2 separate regions of the Mus musculus genome follow, and region 2 is linked to region 1. The links are chromatin contacts, called in public HiChIP or PLAC-seq maps. All regions are on one chromosome and are shown on one strand. Each heading gives the region's core, a stretch centred on a gene start, on an enhancer-like site or on the middle of the called end of the contact. The rest is flanking DNA. Distances are from core to core; before and after follow the strand shown.

Region 1 (2,700 bases), core at 51-2,550:
ATGAGCTGAACAAGGAAGAATGTGACAGACACACCACAGTGGTCAGGACCTCAACCCTACACAAAGAACTACAGGAAACAGTCTTTCCTAACACATCAGTTGGTTATCCCTGAAAATATACAAGTAGCATTACACAGTTGGAACAGATTGTATTTATGTATTTAGGAAAATGTGTGTGTGTATGTATGTGTATCGAAATATGTGTGTATATATATGTGCACATATATATATATAATGAAAAAAGGAGGTTATGAATTTGAGAGATCATAGAGGGTTATATATGGAAGTGTTTGGAGAGAGGAAAAGGGGAAATGATGTAATTATAATCCCCCAAATAATCATATAATAATAATAATAATAATAATAATAATAATAATAATTCGACTTCAAATGAGGAAATCCAGGCATGGAACAGACTATAGGAGAACACTAACTGTAAGGCTGTAAGGGCTAGCTTGGGGAAAGCAAGGATAGTTTACTTTTACTGTTAGAAGCTGAGGGGCTTTGGGATGCTTATAGGTTAAGTAGCTGACTGTGGGAAGAGCGGCCAGGAGAAGGTGCCCGCTGAGGTTTGTAGTGATAGGCAGGCAACTGGTTTTCAGGAAGGTGACAGCCCATCCAGAAGGAAAGGCGATTTCCTGAACTACATCTATTTCACAGTTCAGATCTCGTCTACTGTTGTTTATTATGTTTTTTAAACTGTATTTCCAGTCAATTCAAGATTAATGGTGGGAATATATGCATCAGACACCTATTTTCAGTCGGAACTGTACAGTCTCCTGAATTAACCCTATAACGCCCTGCCAAAACCCTGTATAGGTTAAATAAAGTGCCACTCAGCTTTGAACCACTGGGCACCGGCTTTCCATCCCTGCTAAGTGACAGCAAACTAGGATGTCCTGGAACGCCGGCTAACAACGTACCTGTACGCATTGTACTTGTGGATCGCCTGGCTCACGTTCTTCTCAAAGTTTGCGAGTTCTGAAAAGACAACAAAGGGCTCGAGGACACAAGTACACACACCCCCGCGAACGCGGGTCCCGGGATGGAGGTGTGGGCGGGTTCCTCCACCGGCGGCCGCGACGGACGCAGCCGGGGCGCTGCGACCCGCGGGGGGGGGGGTGGGAGAAGCGAGGCCCGGCTGAGCAGAGGAGCCGGAGGGCGGCCCGGGACTCACCCACGAGCATGTCCGTGATGCCGCCGTTGAGGGTCTCCTGCGGCGCCTTGCGTTTGCTCATGGCGCCGGGGACCCACACCTGGGTCTTACCGGTGGAACAATGGCGGCGCCTGACAGGGCGCAGCGCGGTGACGTCACGCGCCAGGCTACGGGGCGGGGCTAGCGGGTGCGGGTGCGGGGAATCTCTGGGCGGAGGGGAGCTAGGAGGTCAGGTTTACCTCCTGGTGAGTTAGCCTGAGAGATCAAATCTGCTCTCCTGGTCTGAGAATAGTCTGATTTAGAGCCCGAGATGCAGACGGAGGTGGACGTTGGCTGCTGTGGACAGTAGCTATGGAACACACGGCCTGTACTGTTTGTGAGGCGTGCCGGCGCGGGTTCTGCTGTCAGAATCCAAGAGCTGCTCTGTGCTTCTGGACACCATGTAAAACATGGAATGAAATATGCCAACCGTCGGCTAAAGACGTGTTCTGGCTTTGTTTGTTCGTTTGTTTGTTTCGGTATCCATGCCTCTTGTGGGAGAAGCTAAAGCTAGGAAAAGACCCCAAGAAAGAAGTGTCTGACTTAACTAAACAGCAATGGAACACTCATATTCTATATGTGATCCCCTTACAATGTCCTTGAATTGAAATATAGCGCTTGTGCCATTTATAAGTGTTCCTCATGGGGGTCCATATTAACTGCAAACACAGCAATTCGTTTGGGCATAAATTGTTATTAAGATACACACTAGTGTGGGTGAATCTGAAAAGAGTATAGAAGGAAAAAGGGAAGTCAATGACGGGCTTGTCATCCAACTTAGGTATTATTATTTGGGGACATACACTTTTACATTTCTACTCCACTCTTATCTTCTAAAATTTCTATTCTTGTTTCTGTTTTGTTCTGAGATAGGGTATCTATGTAGCCCAGGTTGTCCTAGAACTATGAAGAGCAGGCTGGCCTCAGACTCATAGAAATCCTCCTGCCTCAGCCTCCTGGATGCTAGGGATAGGTATGCAACACCAGGTCCAGCAATGCATTGTTGTTGTTTTAGGTGAGTGAGTTATTTTTATTAGCAAGGACAGGGCACTGCTTTCGCTACTGGATGTACAGTAGTGATAAGTCAAGTCCTGTGCGCATGTCCTTGGCAGGGGGTAATAAAGTGGCCTAAGAGCAAGTCAAGAATGAGTGATTCACTGTGAGAGGACATGCTCAGCAGGAATGGGGCCTCAGCTCCACCACAACACTGCACGGATAAACAAGGCAAGGAAATGGGGCAGCCCTCAGGAGGGGCGAGATGAGCTCTATTTAGACAGAACAGTTGGAAAACACCTCTCAGAAGGTCCCTGTGCACGGAGACATAATGAAGAGGAAGAGGGCTTGGGGGACAACTGGAGTGATCCCTGTAGAAGCAGCAAGGTCCACCCCCAAAGCTGCCACTAAAAAGTTCTGCACCATTTGGAACAAGTTCACTAGGTTGGAGATCAGAGGACTTCGGTGTGGACTGTGGTAAAGCTAGAAAAGCGAATAGCATTCGCTCTCCA
Region 2 (2,857 bases), core at 34-2,533, 71 kb after region 1:
TAGAGTTAGCAAACTTTTTGTCTCTCTGTTCCCTCTAAGTAAATAATTTAGTATTAAGTAGCCAGACAAGGATCAATAGCCTTGGCCATTGTGGCCGAGCCCATTCTTCCCGGTTGGCTTTGAAACTACCCTGCCCTCATGCCTGTTTTCTTGGCAACACTAAAAAGGGAAATATCAACTTTGATCATATAAAATAGCAGAGATATTGGGACTCTGTGGAGACCAATTAAGAAGGCAACCACCTCCTTCCTGGTCAAAAGAATGAGTTCTCCCTCTGGCCCTGGAAATGAAGCATTCTGATTTGTTCCCACAGTTAGAGCATTATATCCAGGTATCATCTCCTCCTTTAACACTTAATCCGACTGGACAACACATCAATCACCTAGCCCAGAGACCACCCTTTAGGCAGGCTGATTTCCCTAAAGCTACACTAAGAAATGTGAGCAATAATTATCTCCTTAATGAGATAATATATTTACTCTTCCCAGAAAGCCCTACCAACCCCCACACAGCTGCCTAGACAGCCTCCACCAGGTGACCTGCCCTCTTCTCTGCAACTTTGCTCTTCCTTCCTTCTGTCTCTTTCTGAGTCTAGCCAACACTTTTGTAGACACATGAGGCTTCTCACTCCTTCCCTGAAGTTTCGTGCTCACTTCTGCCATCCACTCTCGCTGACCTCCATTGCTAAATGCCTGGATCTCCTTCTCCTCTTCTCCATCTCCCTCCTCCTGGAAAGTGACCATGTTTACCGCTTGCCTACCCTGTTCTTAAGCTTCCTTCTGAGACCATTTCTAAATTCCTTTATGATCCCGACTAAAACCCCAAACGAGGAAGCCCCAACTTTTCTCTCAACACTAGTAAAGTATACCTTGTACAGGGAATTAGAAAGCACCTGCCTTTTGCCCTTAATCTCCTTTAGAAGTCAGGAGGTTCTTGAGTACTCTGATTTTGTGACAATGTAGTTATGTGCATGGATTCAATAAGAAACATTCATTATAAATGGAAATAACTAGAAACATTATAGTACTAACTAAGGCAGACAGAGTCACCTGTGAGACTGATATATATTGACTAAGATACAACCAGATGGTTTTTAAGGAAATCATTTTGACTTTATGAGGTGAATAAAATCTCTCAGAAAAAAAAAAACCTATTATATGATATAGACCAGAAAAGACCACTTGGATCTGTATGTTTAAGCTAGTACAAAGTCTCTATTAGCTGGCTGGTGACTACACTGGCTGTTCAGAATCCCAGTGTCACCCCTAGCCTATCTCAGGGTGAGCTTTTAAGCATAAAACCACATCCTGGGTTGACATTCAGTTAGCAAGAACAGTTTAGCCTGAAGCAAGAAATACGGAAGCCAAAAAGCAAGGTGTACTTAGAGACCTCCCCAGAACTATGGATTTTGATAGATTAGGTTTTTGTCTTTGTTTGGGCAGGTGGTGTTCCCTATGTGCTGAGTTTCATGGCTGAATGGTAGTTCCATCATGGAGTCAGTTGTGCTAAGGTCTGGGGGGGTATGTTATAAAAGCTGGCTTTGGACTTGGCTGAAAGACATTCCCGGTATATAGACAGTCAAGGAATATCTTCCTGAAAGGCTCACAACTCTCAGGATGAGGCAGCGTGGACAGACAGAAAACGAAGGAGATCTGGAGAGGAAAAGAAACCCCTCATCTAGTTGGTATTTCTTGCTGGCTGACAGCCAGATACTTTAACACAAGTGACAAAATTAAAATTGGCTACAGGGTCAATGCTTATTTTCCAAAAGATGTTAAAAATGGCAAGTTAGAGTTGGACGCTTTGTGACTTTTGAGCTGAGGCACATCATCACTGCCCCCCACACGCCCCCGCCCCTTCATAAGCCTGGACTCTGCACCTCAGGAGTCACTGAACAATTCCGCTGGCTGAAGGAGATCCAAGACGGGGGTGGGAGTATGCCAGAATTGTAGGCTTAGATCTGAGTCCAGAGAACACCTGCTGGTGTTCAAGTTCTTGTGCCCCTGAACAAAGAATTATAAAGAACATAAAGTAACAGAAATAGAGACTGTTTATTAATTAAAAAAAAAAAAAGAAGAATCCAAAAAGAAAGACAAAGAGGCTCAGAAAGTGGGAGTGGGCTGATGACCCTGGAAAATCCTACTCCTCACACAGCAGAACTTCAGAACCAGAAAATGGAGGGTAGGAATCCCAGAGAACTGTTAGGAGCTGTCCTACGTCCTACGTGGATGACAGAATCCTGAGGTCAAGGCTGCAGAGACCAGTGGGCGGCTCCTGCTCTCCCCTCCCCCACAGGACACAATGTGGGAACCTCCTAGAGTGTTGGTTCTCAACCTGTGGGTCGTGACCCTTCCAGGGAGGTGTCAAAAGACCTTTTCACAGGGGTCGCCTAAGACCGCCATAAAGACACAGATATTTACATGGTAATTCACAACAGTAGCAAAACTACAGCTATGAAGTCATATGGAAATAATTTTATGGTTGGGGGAGGGGGTCACCACAACATGAGGACCTGTATAAAGGATGGTGGCGTGGGGAAAGTTGCGAACCACTGCTCTAGAATCAGAGACCATCACCTTTCAACTCGGCAGAGCTGTCCCGGAAACACGTCACAAGCGTGCCTTTTATTTCTTACTTTCTCTTACTGGATTTCGGCTTGTGCGCGCCCATCTCAGGACATATCGCTCAGGTTTCAGTGCCATTGTTTCTGCAGCTGATTCACCACGAACCCCGCTTCACCATGCTCTGAAGTCCCGTCTTCTGTGCTCCCCTTACTCTTATATCCTTTCTTATTTCTTTCATTCTCATCTCCTCCCGCCCCCGTACTCCCCTCCACGCTGTTTTACTTATTAATTCT

Evidence for each region. HiChIP or PLAC-seq counts read pairs in DNA pulled down with a chosen protein or histone mark.
Region 2: an H3K4me3 HiChIP or PLAC-seq map of the 230-238 cell line shows a contact between it and region 1, with 17 read pairs. The contact joins the enhancer-like site here to the promoter of Polb in region 1. A contact is called at or near these places in 3 of 39 promoter capture datasets (the C10 cell line, cranial neural crest and liver), 4 of 484 Hi-C or Micro-C datasets (embryonic stem cells, liver and neutrophils), 3 of 115 datasets of contacts at active chromatin or transcription factors (the 230-238 cell line and embryonic stem cells) and 3 of 9 other capture datasets (adipose tissue, liver and pancreatic islet).

What each region holds. Positions count from the first base shown.
Region 1 is chr8:22,652,137-22,654,836 of GRCm38.p6, forward strand. Polb (polymerase (DNA directed), beta) reads right to left here and starts at 1,301. Exons shown (of 14, transcript NM_011130.2): 1 at 1,178-1,301; 2 at 924-981. The coding sequence starts at 1,238.
Region 2 is chr8:22,722,973-22,725,829 of GRCm38.p6, forward strand. No RefSeq gene overlaps it. Among named protein-coding and RNA genes, the nearest start is that of Ikbkb, 18 kb to the left of the region's middle. Within about 2 kb of position 1,284, at least 48 of the 459 cell types and tissues checked have an H3K27ac peak or open chromatin away from gene starts, as enhancers often do. A contact at or near this core is called in the 230-238 cell line, where this site is marked.